Regions from separate parts of the Macaca mulatta genome. Here region 2 is linked to region 1. Evidence: chromatin contacts called from public Hi-C data. All regions are on one chromosome and are shown on one strand. Each heading gives the region's core, a stretch centred on a gene start, on an enhancer-like site or on the middle of the called end of the contact. The rest is flanking DNA. Distances are from core to core; before and after follow the strand shown. Region 1 holds the start of PTPN12 (protein tyrosine phosphatase non-receptor type 12). Region 2 holds the start of GSAP (gamma-secretase activating protein).

What was found. A called contact is a pair of places that touch in the nucleus more often than the background predicts.
Region 2: a contact with region 1 is called in a Hi-C map of fetal cortex germinal zone, with 2.0 times the contacts expected there. The contact joins the promoter of GSAP here to the promoter of PTPN12 in region 1. A contact is called at or near these places in 2 of 14 Hi-C or Micro-C datasets (fetal cortex germinal zone and liver).

What each region holds. Positions count from the first base shown.
Region 1 is chr3:141,995,633-142,003,306 of T2T-MMU8v2.0, forward strand. It overlaps PTPN12 (protein tyrosine phosphatase non-receptor type 12), which reads right to left and starts at 4,991. Exons shown (of 18, transcript XM_015134192.3): 1 at 4,444-4,991. The coding sequence starts at 4,542.
Region 2 is chr3:142,117,329-142,125,002 of T2T-MMU8v2.0, forward strand. It overlaps GSAP (gamma-secretase activating protein), which reads left to right and starts at 4,722. Exons shown (of 30, transcript XM_028846141.2): 1 at 4,722-5,067. The coding sequence starts at 4,959.

The DNA.
Region 1 (7,674 bases), core at 3,741-6,240:
TGTGTGGAGTAAAACCTAGGTCTGTGAAACATGAATGTGCACCACTCTACTTTATACATTTATCTCTCAGTTTGTAAATACTAAAAGTAGAGATAATTGAGATCAAATTCTGATCAGCCACAAATTAGCTATTTGCTAATTTATTAGCAAAATTAGCATGTTTTCAACATGCAAATTACCATCTAGGAAACAAAGTTCTATACAGTCTGGGTACCTTAGTTGTCTCCTCTTTAACAGTATGGGGCACAACCAAGGCCAGTAATAGACACTCATAGAATAGTTAATGACAGGTGGAAAATTTCTATCCTCAATAGTAGTCAAGAAATTCAAGTTAAAACAAGATACCAGTTTTCAACCATCAAATAAAGATCAAGAAAATTATAATATGAACACTCATACATTACTGACAGTTGTATAAACTGACAAAACTTTTTCAAGTTTATGAACATGTATTAAATGTTTATATACTTCTGCCTAGTACTCCCGGGAAGCTATCTTATGCAACAGTGAAAAATGTAAAAGTTTTGCAAAAATTTTAATCACAAAATTATTATATGTAACAGCAGAAAGTAGAATGACCTAAATACTCAACCACAAAGAAATGGAATTAAGATATAAAATAGTCACCAAGTAGTAGGCCAGCTATGGTGGCTCACATCTGTAACCCCAGCACTTTGAGGCTGAGGCAGGAATTAGAAACCAGCCTGGGCAACATGAGGAAACCCTGTCTCTACAAAAAATACAAAAATCAGCAGGGCTTGGTGGGGCGGGCCTGTAGTCCCAGCTACTCTGGAGGTTGAGGTGGGATCCCACGGAGGCTGACGCTGCAGTGAGCCAGGATCGCAACCATACACTTCAGCCTGGGTGACAGAGTGAGACCCCATCTCAAAAACAGAACAAAACAACAAAACAAAACAAAACAAAATATTAACAGACGTAGCCTTTAAATGATAGGACTATAGGACGGCTGGATAGAGCAAAAAGAGCATTGTCACCAGAGTCAGGCAAGTGGAGTATTCATTTGAACTGTGGTCTAAGTGTAAAGCATTATTATTATTCTATTAATTTCCAAATTTGGAATAAACATTATTTTATAATGGAACAGAGTTATATCAGTCACATTAACTCTAAGGCTCAGTCATAAAATGTTAAGATTTTAAAATGCATTTTTAATCAACATCAGAATTTAAGAATAATAGTTAGAATCTATAAGCTAATATTTTTTTTCTCTTTCCATGCCAGGGGAACATAGTTCCTCTCCAGCCTTCCAGTCAGGGGAAAAAGCAACACCAACTACCAGCTGCCTTAATTACAGCTATTGCTTATCAAGTCAGGAAATAAAAAAAAAAAAAACCAAGCCCTATAAAAGAATAGCCTTAGTCATCAAATCTCCAGTGTAGAATCACCTAGCTATACCTAGGTATTATGGAAGAAAAAGGAAACTCATTCAGTCTTTGAGAAATGAACTCTCGGTGGCGCATGCCTGTAATTCTAGCACTTTGGGAGACTGAGGCGGCAGATCACAAAGTCAGTCAGATCAAAGTTCAAGACCCGTCTGGCCAATACCATGAAACCCCATCTCTACTAAAAATACAAAAATTAGCCAGGCGTGGTGGCATGCGCCTGTAATCTCAGCTACTCAGGAGGCTGAGGCAGGAGAATCGCTTGAACCTGGGAGGTGGAGGTTGCAGTGAGCGGAGATTGCACCACTGCACTCCAACCTGGGCGACAGACGAGACTCCATCTGAAAAAGAAAGAAGAAAGAAAGAGAGAGAGAGAGAGAGAGAGAGAGAAAGCGAGAAAGAAAGAAAGAAAAGAAAAGAAAAGAAAGAAAGAAAGAAAGAAAGAAAGACAGAAAGAAAGAAAGAAAGACAGAAAGAAAGAAAGAAAGAAAGAAAGAAAGAAAGAAAGAAAGACAGACAGACAGACAGACAGACAGACAGACAGAAAGAAAGAAAGAAAGAAATGAACTCTCCAATAGGAATCCCTGACTCATCCCCAAAGCATGAACCCTAAGGCTACTTCTCCAATACAGGAGTTCAGAGGCTGGGCACCTGTCCTGATGGCCCGCATCACCAAACAATGCTCCTCCCTGTCGGTATATGCCTAGGGATAACAAGGTGACTAGCATGCAAACAAGAAATGACCAGGGACCACACCATCTCTTCTTCCATAACCAAAATAAGATGGTAAAAAACTAGTTTTAGGCCCGGCACAGTGGCTCACGCCTGTAATCCCAGCACTTTGGGAGGCCAAGGCAGGTGGATCACTTGAGATGAGGAGTTTGAGACCAGCCTGCAAATATGGCAAAACCCCATCTCTACTAAAAATACAAAAATTAGCTGGGCGTGGTAGCTTGCGCCTGTAGTCCCAGCTACTTGGGAGGCTGAGGCAGGAGAATCGTTTGACTCTGGGAGGCAGAGGTTGCAGTGAGCTGAGATTGCACCACTGCACTCCAGCCTGGGCTACAGAGCGCAGAGCAAGACTCGTCTCAAAAACAAAAACAAAAAAAGCTAGTTTTAAACGCCTTAAATATTCAAAGTATTTTCTTCTACTTTCGCTAGAAAGTAGTAAAAAGGGGACTGCATCCAGTTGCTGTAAATGACACCATTCAAAAGATACTAAGACAATTAAAGTTCAATAGTAAAAAAGGAAAATACCCTCTTTTCCTTAACCCTTTCAGATCAAAAAGTAATTTTTCAAAAATACATAGGCTAAATATCAAGAGCAAATGTTTAAATATAAGCAATATTTTTATTTTTAATAAGGAATAAGTTAGATTATTTAACTTATATTTTCAATCTTCAAAAGATACTGAGAAAACTTTACTTCCATCCTCAATTATTGGTCTGGGGAGGCGGGAATCACAAAGCTCAACGATACTAGTATAATATTGTGTAAGGTCAAGGACCTATTTTATAAGCAGTTAAAAATTTAACGCTAAGCTTTACTGGACAGGTCTCTTTAAAACGTGAAAAAGTATTCACTACTAAGTCATATCACCTCCACCATAAAAACTACTGTACTTTTTAAATAAAAAATAAAAACTAGCCAATGTCTGCTGCCCATTCATTTTACAGATATTAACTGTGTATCCTTTTCATAATCAGGTTTCAGAGTTAAGTGATTATTCTTGGAGGTGTACCTTACCCAGGATAAAAATTTTCCCTAGCTGATTTCCCCTTCCCAACCCCCGCCAAGACTAAGGAGCAACCACTTCCCAAAGTCCCACTTCCTTTTCCATTCCCCAGACCTACAGGGTTTCCAACGCCCCAGTCTTGCGCAATATCCGTAGGAGCAGCAGCCGCAACCACCGCCTCCTAAGCCGGGAAACAACCCTAGAGGGAACATTGTCCAGCAGAAAAATAAAAGGGGCGGGGGTTGGGGGGGGTGGGTAACATAGGAAGTCGACTTCTGGTCCCACGCCTTCGGATCTGACCCCCTCATAGTGAGCTAGAGCAATAGTGTATCTAGAGCAGTTTCATGAACAAGACTTTTAACCTTCACCTCCTCTCAAGCCTGCTTGCACAAGCAGAGGGCGGAAAGTGGGGGGTGGCGGAGGCGGGGGGGGGCGCTGGGAAGGTTATCTCCCAGTTCAGGGCTTCGGCCCGTAGCGACGCCTCCGCCCCACCAGGACTATTGTTCCCAAGTTCCCCACCCCCACCCCGGATAGGAAGTGATAGTCACATCCCCTTCGCCTTCGGCAATATCCCCTGGGGAGTCCGAAGTCGGTTTCCTTCAGGATAATCCCCCCCACCCACACTTATCCCCTGAACCGGACCCCAAGATCACCTTAAACCTGGGTCTCAAGAGAGGAGAAGCGGGACGCGGGTAAATGGAAATTAGGTAAACCCATGAGATTCCTTATGGACAATCCTTTCCCAAGCGTTGGAGATCATGATTGCGACCCCAGAAACGGCAGAAGTCCTACCTTGCCCGCTTTGAGACCAGCTAAAGCAAAGGGATCCCAGGAGTTAGTGCCAACCTCAATTCCCCCGTTCCTCTGTCAGCCACGATCTGCACTCCTCCCGGTCACAGCCAGATACCCTGCCTCGACCCTCCTGGGAGGAGCGGACTGGGCGGGGAGATGTGGAAACGCGAGCACCCCCCGGCCTGCACCTCACTAGTCTCCGGCTCCCGGCCGGGTAAACAATAGGTGGTCGCGAGCCGCGGTGCAGGCTGCAGGCTCGGCCGCTCGGCCGCTCCCTTCGCGCCCCGGGCGCCCGCGCGGGGGTCGCGAACATGGGAGAAGAAAGGAGGCCACGGCGGGAGGCGCTCTCGATTCCCGCCGGCTTCCAAGACCACCCGGCCCACCGGGCTGGTGCGCGCCCCCTCCGCCCCTTTCCTCACAGAGGTACACAAAGCACTGGCGGCCCGGCCGGGAGAGGCGGCGATGGGCTCCGGCGCCGGCGAGACAAGGCGACAGCGAGGGGAGAGACTCACCATGAAGTCCCGAGCGAAGTTGTCCTCCCCATTGTGGTCAGGACTCTTCATGGCCTGGACCCTCTGGATGAATTTCCTCAGGATCTCCACTTGCTCCATCCTCCCGCGTCCCCCCGGCTGCGGTCGCTGGCCCCCCCGCCGCCCGCCCGCCCGGCGCAGAGCCCGCTCCGTCTTCCCCAGCTCGTTTCCCCAGCACGTCCCTCCCTCCCGACCCCCGCCAAGCCCCGCGGCTCCCTCCTCCTCCCCACTGCCCTAGGCGGCGGCTGCGGCGGCACCGGCTGGGCTCCCGACACCACAACTTCCAGGAGCAGCCGCCGCTCTCCCACAGTACCAGGCGAGCCGCTGCGGCTAGCGCCAACCCCAACCCCCAGCTTGCTCCATCCTCCTTCCCCGCCCTCCTCCTCCGTCGGAGACGCCGCCGCCGCCGCCGCCGCCGCCGCCGCCGCCGCCGCCGCCTCAGGAACACAGCTAGCTCTCCGCTCGCCCTGCCCCCCCTTCCCGGTTCTTCCTCCCCCCCACCCCCCGCCAGCAGCCGCAGCCGCAGCCGCCTCTCCCCACGGGCGCGTCCCCGCCGCCACCCAGATGCGCGGCCTCGCGCTGCGGCTCCGCCCCAAGCGCCGCGCCTGCTGATCCATCCCCGCCCGCCTCCCGGCCACGCCCCCAAGCCCGCCCTGCCGGCCCCAGGCCCGCTTGGAGTGGCTGGAAGGCACTTCAGCGGGCGGCCTGGAGACCTGACTCCACTTCCGGGGCGTGGCCCCGTTCAGGGATCTTAGAGGTCGGAGTAGCGTCGGGAGGAGAGTTGGTTCCTCCGAAGGAGGGAATGCGACTCAGAGCGGGGCAAGCAGTAGTGTATCAGAGTAGGATTCTGCTGGAATTTGCGGTCTCACCGCCTACTAGGGAAGAGAAGCAGTTTTCAGGAGTCCCGCACCGCCGCCAGCCGTGGACTGGGCCTACAAGTCACGGCCTGTGGAGTCCAGGAGTGGGGGCGGGCGAGGGCTGGCTGGAGGCAGGCTGGGAACTGTAGTAGTGTCACCGCCACGTTCGCGGCAGGTAGATGCTCATTTTGGTAACGGATTGGTGAGAGTGGATAGCAATTAGGCTTCGGCACCTTGGAGTGTGGCTCAGCTAAGGGAAGTGAAACGCTTCCTGGGTGAGAGGACTTTTATTATTTGCGCATCCTCTTAAACCTGGCGAGTGAGCGCCTGAGGTTCGGAGTGCCTTCTTCCCGGATGACGCGGGTGTGGGATCTTCGTGTTTGCCGAACTGAAGGAAATTTGCCTTCCTGCCTTGAGGTTCGCAGCAGTTCATAACTGAATAAGAGACTTCCCTCAGTAGAATGGACTTTATTTATAAATCTATTAAATCTTTTTTTTTTTTTCCCCAGAGCTAAGGTCTTGCTCTATCGCCCATAGTGCAGTGCTATGATCACGGCTCGCTGCAGCCTTGAACTCCTGGGCTCAAGGGATCCTCCTACCTCAGTACATCACCAAGCCCAGCTAATACATTTTTAAAATTTATTATTTATTTGTTTAGTTTTGGTAGAGAAGGGGTCTCACTAGGTTGCCCAGGCTGATCTCAAATTTCTGTGCACTGGGGATCCTCACCCCCTCAACTTCCGAAAGCGTTGGGATTCTAGGCGTGAGCCACCGTGCCTGGCCTATAAATCTTTATTCATCTTTGTAAACTTCTATCAGAGAATTTATTCTGGTCTAACTCATCATTTTACAAATAAAGCGACTTCCTGACATCCCCCAGAGTATTCTTAGCAGAGCCGTAACTAGAACACAAGTTATTTTACTTTCACAACAGTGGCCTCTCACAATGTGACAGAACTGAAGGATTTGATCCGTGAACTGAATTTCATCATTTATACCCACAAACGTTTTTGTACAGAGCAGGGAATTTGGTTATAATAGGAAATATCAGTGGTAGAATACTTTATTAGATGAAAGTTAGGAGCACTATGGAATTTAGTGAAAAACTCATAGAAGAAAACAGGTGTAGGCCGGGCGTGGTGGCTCATGCCTGTAATTCCATCACTTTGGGAGGCCGAGATGGGAAGATCACCAGGAGGCGGAGGTTGCAGTGTGCCGTGATCACACCACTGCACACCAACCTGGGCGACGAGACTGAGGCCCTGTCTCATAAAAAAAGAAAAAGAAAGAAAATAGGTGTAACAGGATACAGTTTATTTACTTCTTCAAAAAAAGGAAAATATTTCTCTTAAAATAATCCAACTAATATATCCACCCCAGAAATAGGCACGTCAGACCGGGTGCAGTGGCTCACGCCTGTAATCCTAGCACTTTGGGAGGCCGAGGTGGGCGGATCACTTGAGGTCAGGAGCTCCAGACCAACCTGGCGGATATGGTGAAACTCTGTCTCTACTAAAAATACAAAGCCGGGTGTGGTGATGCACGCCTGCAGTCCTAGGTACTCCAGAGGCTGAGGCAGGAGAATCGCTTGAACCTGGGAGGTGGAGGTTGCAGTGAGCCGAGATCGTGCCACCACACTGCAGCCTGGGTGAAAGAGCGAGACTCCGTCTCGGGGAGGGAGGAGGGGAAAGCCAGGCGCGATGGCTCATGCCTGTAATCCCAACACTGGGAGGCCGAGGTGGGAGGATCACCTGAGGTCAAGAGTTCGAGACCAGCCTGGCCAACATGCTGAAACCCCGTTTTTACTAAAAATACAAAAAAATTAGCCGGGCGTGGTGACGCATGCCTGTAATCCCAGCTAGTCAGGAGGCTGAGGCAGGAGAATCGCTTGAACCCGGGAGGGGGAGGTTGCATTGAACGAGATCGCACCATTGCACTCCAGCCTGGGCAACAAGATCGAAACTCCGTCTCCAAAAAAAAAAAAAAAGAAAAGAAAAGAAAAAAAATGCACTTCAAGTTATGCCCTTCCAAATTTTTTCCTATGCATTTATATACGTGTGTGCATGCAAAGAGATACAGTTGTGCTCTGTATTTCAAAAATTCACTTAGAGGAATAATTTAATTTCTAAGGTAAACTTTATTTGATAAAAGGGCCTGCAGTATTTTACTTTAACCAGTTACTGAGACTCAGTTTCACCAGATGTGAGGAAATGCCAGAATCACGGCTTGATCATGCTCACTGTAAATGGCCCTTTCCCCCTCAGAAATGGGAGAGAAATTCGACTGTAAGCAGAGAAATGGAAAGATGATCAGGAGTACCTCCGCTTTTGATGGTTCAAAACAATGTACCAACCAG
Region 2 (7,674 bases), core at 3,472-5,971, 120 kb after region 1:
TGAGCACAAGTTGTCAGGAAGATGATCCCTTAAAGGCTGAACAATAATTTTATAGTCAAAATCAGAGTGAAGATACATTTTTAAAAATTAAGCTAGTTTTTAAAATTGAAAAGCTAACATGTGCCTAAGGGTAAAACAAAAACAAAAACAAACAAACAAACAAAAAAACAACCTTCACTGAGTTACATTCCCCACAGAAAACTATTGTTAACAGGAGTTGGGATAGTCCTTGGAATTCCATTTGTAACTCTTAAGAAATGGGACTATATCTTCTATTTTAAAACATATCTAAACAAAACTGTTAGATGAAAAAAATATGTAGGGTGCCAATGTGCTTCATTTTTAGGACAGAATTAAAAACTGCTATGAAATGACTGCAAAGACATCTGTATTATAACAGCACTTGGAATTGGCGATTCGGGAATTATTCATCTTGAACATCTTATGTAGTTTTAAAAATTCTCTAGAAAAACCACATCTGTTTTCATCTTCTCTTGTGCAAATCTTTAATACTGTTCTTGAAATTATACTAAGGAGAACACTGAAAAGTTAGCGAACGTATGTAAAGTAGATCACCTTGCTTTAGGATGCCCATTTATTTTATTAGGATCGCTATGTTGTGCTGTGCACAGAGTAAGTATGTTTTGGAGGACTCATATTCCTCTACCCCCTTGCCTACTGCATCTTGGTGAGGTCTCTGCTCTGCAACAAATCAACACAGGTTTAAAACTCAGTAATCCAGTCACAAAGAGAAAGAAAGAAAACAACCCCCATTTAAAGCGCCAGTGCTTCCCAAACTTCAGTGTGCACAAGAATCATCACCTTGAAGATTCTGATTCACTGCACTGCTTCACCTCTTTTCCTGCCTTGTGCTTGCATATCTACTATAGTGTAAGCACCTTTATCTCCTCCCTTTAGCTTACTGATTCTCTGTGGCTTGCCACTAGAACTTGTGACCCATGACATGGTTCAAACTTCTGGAATCAGTATTTACCTCCATTTTAGATTTCTCCCCAGATACAGACCTTTAGCTCTGGTGTATCTTCAAAGCTAGCCCTTCCATGCACATCCTCACCTGGCCCTCTCTATGGTGGACAGTAAGGCAGCAATACCGAGGTGGAAAGATCCTCACATTAAGTAGCAGAATGTTGCTATTCAAAATGTCATCTGTGGACCAGCAGCTTTGGCATGACCTGGAAACTTGTTAAAATGTAGACTCTTTGGCACCACCTCACCCTGCTGAATCAGAATCTACCTTTTATCAAGATCCTTAGGTGTGGCCGGGCGCGGTGGCTCACGCCTGTAATCCCAGCACTTTGGGAGGCCGAGGCGGGCGGATCACAAGGTCAGGAGATCGAGACCACGGTGAAACCCTGTCTCTACTAAAAATACCCTGTCTCTACTAAAGCTACTCAGGAGGCTGAGGCAGGAGAATGGCGTGAACCTGGGAGGCGGAGCTTGCAGTGAGCCGAGATCGCGCCGCTGCACTCCAGCCTGGGCGACAGAGGGAGACTCTGTCTCAAAAAAAAAAAAAAAAAAAAAAAGATCCTTACGTGATTTGAATGCTCATTAAAGTTTGAAAATCCCTGATTTAAGATGCTTTTGGCACAAGTAACAGAAAACTCAACTCAAACTGGCTTACATAATACATAGAATGACTTTCAGGTGATCTAATCCAGAGGCCCTTAGGTTATCAGGGTTTTACAACAAACTCTTTTTGCTTATCTGAGCTTTTTCCTGTAAGCCTACTCCCTCAGCATAACTTCACTTTATGTTAATAAAACAATACAAAATATAGAATGACTCTAATAAGTGTTCAAGCAAAAACCTGTTATTATAGTGCTCTTTGGCCTGTGTCCTAAAGTTTGAAATGATCACTCCTTAAAATAGAAACCCTTGGTTGCAAGTAAAAATCTGACTCAATATCATTTAAATAATAGGAAATTCATCATCTCTAATATCAGAAAGGGCAGAGGATGGCTCCAAAAATAATATACCAAGGTTTCTCTTCTCTGTAGTTCTCTGGAGTCTTCTGACTCCAATGACTCCATTTTCAGTGTGCTAGGTATCGGAAATTCCAGCAATCATATCCAGACCCCAAAATATCTAAAGACTGAAAGGGACCATCTTTTCCCATGTCTCTTGTTTTAAGAATAGAGAGATCTGTCATAGCAGAGGTTTCCTTACAACTCAGTGGCCAGAATTGGGCATCATACTCTGACAGAGATCTCTAATTGCTTCTGAACATTTACTTTCCCCACCTTCTTTAGTAACACTGTCCTGAGTTTTATCTGGGCACATCACTGGCCAGGTATATTTCCTTGCCTCCCTTGAAAGCCACATTTGGCCATGTGACTAAATTCTGGTGAGTGAAACATATATAGAAATGTTGTGTAGACCTTCTGGGAAGTATACTTAAAAGAGAGGTAGCATCCTCTTTTTATTCCTCTTCTCCCATTGTGATTTCTGGAATGCAGACATGAAGGCTGAAGCTTCTGCAACCCTCTTGGATCATGAGGACAAGGGTACACTCAAGATCAGGTGGAGCAAAGAACTGGAAGGAGCCTGGGTCCCTGATAAATTCAGGAACCTGTCCTAAGAGCTTTATTCTGCCTACCTCCAGATAGGTGACAGAATAAAACTTGTGTGTTTAATTTACTGTTAATCTGAGTTCTTATTAACTTCTGGAGAATCTAATCCTAACTGATACACGTGCCTTCATATAGCACCCTCATGACTTTGGTCACATCTTTCTTTTTTTATTTTTATTTTTATTTTATTTTTTTATTTTTTGAGACGGAGTCTCGCTCTGTCGCCCAGGCTGGAGTGCAGTGGCGCGATCTAGGCTCACTGCAAGCTCCGCCTCCCGGGTTCACGCCATTCTCCTGCCTCAGCCTCCCGAGTAGCTGGGACTACAGGCGCCCACAACCGCGCCCGGCTAATATTTTTTTGGATTTTTAGTAGAGACGGGGTTTCACCGTGGTCTCGATCTCCTGACCTTGTGATCCGCCCGCCTCGGCCTCCCAAAGTGCTGGGATTACAGGCGTGAGCCACCGCGCCCGGCCACATCTTTCTTTTATTATCTTATTATTTCTCACCTTCTTTACATTGGCTTTTTCACTTAATTTGAAGAGAATTTTTTATATCATCATTGCTTGACTATAAAATATAAAATATAAAGTTAACTGCAAAAATAAAAACAATGGAAATGTATTGAATTTAAAAAATTGGCAAACAATATTCCTGTATGACAAAGGCAACAAGCTTATTTGATATGAAATAGTAGTTGCATTAGCTCCTCAGGGGCTCCAGTGGTCTTCCTTTTATTCACTGACAATATTAGTAGCTTCATTAGGCATTTATCTTAACATGTCTCTAGGGGGTAAAAAATTCAAGACTTTTACATTTAGTTGGAGTAGTTTTCAAACTTAGCCTAAGAATCACCTGAGGCTCTGGGTAAAATGCACATTTCTGGGTCTTGCCTAGGTGTAGACTCGAGACCAGGAGTCTGCATTGTAAAACAGTGCCCCAGATGACGTCAATACAAGTAGTTTTCAGACCTTAACTTCGGGAAACATGTGAAAAAGCATTCTTTATTACTGTATTCACTCATTCTTCAGTAATTGTCGAGCACCTTCTAGAGTGCTCTGTTAGCCCCTGGTGGGAGGCAAAGGGCAGAGGGTTTGCATGGAGACTTAAGATTCAGTTTTCATGTTTCAAGGGAGTACTGTATCAAATGAGATGCACTAGCAACGTTACCCTAGGAGGTTAGGGTTGGAGAGGTCCCTGTGGGCTGCTGTTGGGAGGAGAAGGCTCTGTGGCCAGGCTGGAAGGACCTGGAGGTTTTTCTGTAAGGAAGGAGGCTGGAGTCAGAAGTTCCTTAAGCCAAGTGAGCCTGGACTTGAGCTTCTAAATGAAAAGGAGTGAAGGCTCTGGTAAAGAGAAGACACATTATCTCGGGGCAGTGAGCTGTTACTCAAGGTCTTCTGCATAGAGATAGGAGGAAGCCCGGTTTGGAGGAGAGTAATAACCTGGCATCGATGTTCAGGATGAATGGGATGTAGCAGTAACCCAACCAATGAGTGTACCAGTGGTGTGCACCTGAACGAAGAGAACGCTGAGGAGTGGTGAGATTATGAAAACACTGAACTTATTTGTAGGGAGTAGGAAGGAGGTGAGAAGGCACCCAAGATGACATGTGCCCCTGTAAGAATGAGAGCACTTTTTAAAGATATCTCCGCAGGGGGAATCCTAGGTAATTCAGCTTCCTCGAACCAATGCAGGGAGTTAAAAGACAAAAAGGACACTGTTTGTATCAAGCGGATTAACCCTTTTTAGCGTTTCTCTTACAATGGGATCACCTTCGTCACCTGCTCCCAGTTGCTACTCATTACCTTAATAACACTAATAAAGCACCACCACCTCGAAGCTGGGGCGAATAGGCCTAAGAGACGGCCTACTTCTGTGGTGACCCTGAACTGCTCCAGGGGACCCAGCTCTCTGAAGCCAAGTGGTTTCCACACTTTGCTGCACAGTGGTCACTCGGGGAATAAAGAAAATAGGCCTACCCTCCAGCTTTGGAAGCCACTGGGCTAGCGGCCTCGCCAGGGCCCTGAAGCGCCCACGTCCTTGCGCCCTCTATCCTCGGCCCCCAGGGTGCGCGCGGAGGCCTCCCGCCCCGGCGGGCCTGGTCCTGGCGCCCGGTCCTCCCCGCTCCACCCCTACCCGCCATGCCCGGCTCAGGGGCAGGTGCGGGCCGCCAGCGGCTGAGGGCCTCGGGCCAGGAGGAGGTGGTGCCGGGGCTTCTCAGGCCAGGGCGCCGCGGAACCGAAAGCAGCGGGGGGCGGGGGAGAGGAAGGAGGGGGCGGGCGCGGGGACGCTAGGGCGAGGCGGCCACGCGGGGCCGGGAATGCCCGCGGCGCGGGGCCCCAGAGCCGCCCGGTGGCCGTGTCCGGGCGATGGCTCTCCGCCTCGTCGCCGACTTCGACCTCGGGAAGGACGTGCTCCCGTGGCTGCGGGCGCAGCGGGCGGTGTCCGAGGCCAGCGAGGCCGGAAGCGGCGGCGCAGGTGCTGGAGGCGCGCGTCGGGGCGGGGTGGGGGCGGGGAGTGGGAGTCCCTCATAGCCTCCGGGCTCCGACCCGGCGGGGAGCAACTCGGAGCCCTGCCGCCCTGTGGAGGCTGGTGCGAGGGCGCCGCTCCCCTCCTCAGAGGGCTGTTTTGGCTTTGCCACCCTCACCCGGCCACAGCGGAAGGTCTGGGGGCAGAGCCCGGGCCAGGTGGCGGCGGGGCCTGAGGCGCCTGGCTCGCTGCCGGCCCGCGGCAATTCTCCGTTGGCCGAGGGGCCGGGACGCTGGCGGTTCCCTCAGCATCACCTCACGGCGAGGGCAGAGGGTCGTGCTCAGCCCAGCGGTCGCATCCCACCTCCCGCGGGGTTCATCGGCCGCGCAGGGGCTTTGCCGAGACAGGGGTGCTCCTGGAAGCTTCACGTTTTGAGAAAGAATCCGTGACCACCAAGGAAACCACCCTATATCCAACAGTGGAACAGTTTGTCCCCACATTTGCGAGACGTGTTTCTGCCTCTGTTGAACCGTGTCCGTGGCTCAGGGGACACGGGGCTCGGCGCTAGAGGCGCGAGAGGGCAGGGGCCGCCTCCGGGCTGCGGGCTGCGGAGCGAGAGCCCCCAGGCGCCCCCGAGCTCCGCACCTGTGCAGGCTGGGGCTGCGCGCGAGATGCTCGGCTCCCGGTCCAGCCACCTCGGGGCTTTTTGATGATTCGGTAAGGGAGTGAAAGTGACTTTTGAGCCTTCCCAGCACTGATCTACTTTAAAGAAGGAGAACGTTGTGATTTCTCACAAAGTTTTTAAAGTCTTCTGTAAATGTTGGAGCTTCAGAGCTTACATGCAGCTTCAAAGCAGCGATGCCTGTGGGTCTCACCTTGCGTGTAGGGCGTTGTCCACTTCGGTAAATTTGGAAGTGGGTTTTTCGGAAGTGGTTATTAAATGACCCACATATACAACTCCTTTCCCTAAACGCTGGTGAAATTTTTATTGATGTAAGTTACATATCCAACGTTGCTATCTTGTATCTTCACACTCTCCTGTGACTATAGCGGAATTATTTGTAGGTTTCCTTGGCTTGGAATATTATTAGTTCCAAATAAGGAGTTACATGTTTGTGTAGCGTATGCGTTGAGTTTGCATTAGTGTCATGATTAGTAAGGTTTACTTTTTTTCGAGGTGGGGAGGGTGGTCAAAGAAGAATTTTATACAAAAATTAGCTGGGCGTGGTGGCACGCGCCTGTAATCCCGGCTACTCGGGAGGGCTGAGGCGGAAGAATCGCTTGAACCTGAGAGGCAGAGGTTACAGTGAGCCGAGATCGCGCCACTGCACTCCAGCCTGGGCAACAGTTAAGTCTCCATCTCAAAAAAAAAAAAAAAAAAAAAAAAAGTCGCCCAAATGTCTGAAAAGTTTTTGAAGGCTTAACTTTTTGAAATACAACAGGCAGCTCTGTCTTTTACCACGAAGTACTCCTTTTTCTGGACTCCCACTTTATTTTGCTAAATGGCAGGTGTCTGCAAATGAGAAGTTAGATGAAGTGTGAAATGCCAGTCTTACGTTTCAGTAATGTGTGTTGTGCTTGAAAAGCTGTGTGTGATCCACTTGGACCTGGCTTCCTTGTATCTTTCGCTCATCTCTGAAGAAATATAAACTTGTGTATTGACCTTCCACTAAACAACAGATAGCTCTAGGTCCTCAGAAGGTACTTTCTGAAAATACTAGCTTTTCTGATACTGGTAGTATTTTGCTCTTTCAGAGCAAATATCTTGGCAAGATATTAGCCCTGTTATACTAAGATAATTATCACCTCTGATAATCACCAGTGGGTGGTAGCTCAAAAATACCCCCACACAAATTAATTCCTGTTCTGTAATTTATAGCAGTGGCAGGGAAATCTGAGATTCTGTCTCATTTCTAGCACAGCAGTTACTACATACATTTGTGCAAATCATTATCCTTTCAAAGTTCCAGCTTTTCAAATGTAAATTATGAATAATTGTACCATTGTAATGCCTCCTCTATGCACACTTGCTTTCTAAATTTGAAGCCTTAATATTTTTACATCAACAAATACAATTGAAGTTTTCTTAGAGATGCTAAGTAATTCTCATGAAATATGTATGACATATTCCTGACAAAACAGAGAGCTGGGCTAAGTCAGCCATGGAAATTCTGTGCCTATAAGATAGCATTTTGGTCAAAAAGGGGTCAAGGAGGAAAGAGACCAGATTTGGTTACTGCATTTGCTCCTGGTTCTGGGTTGAACTTTTGAGAAAATGGTTTCTCCTGTTAAAAATCAAAACAGCTGCATAAAAGAATATTTTAACATGTAGCTGTAAATAATAAAAAACCAAAGCAAAACCATGTACCCACTACCCAGCTTAAAAATACAGCAATGTCAAGATTCTTGAAGGCTCTTATGTGCTCCTTTCTGATTCTCTTTCTTTCTCTCATCCCCACCTCCTAGGTTAGCAACCATTTAAATTTTTATATTTTAACATTACTTTGACTTTGTAGTTTAGCCCATATGTATATCTCCCTCGGCAAAATATTTCATTTTGCTTGCCTGTGAACTTTAAAGCATACTGTATGTATTCCTTTTGCTTATTTTCCTTCT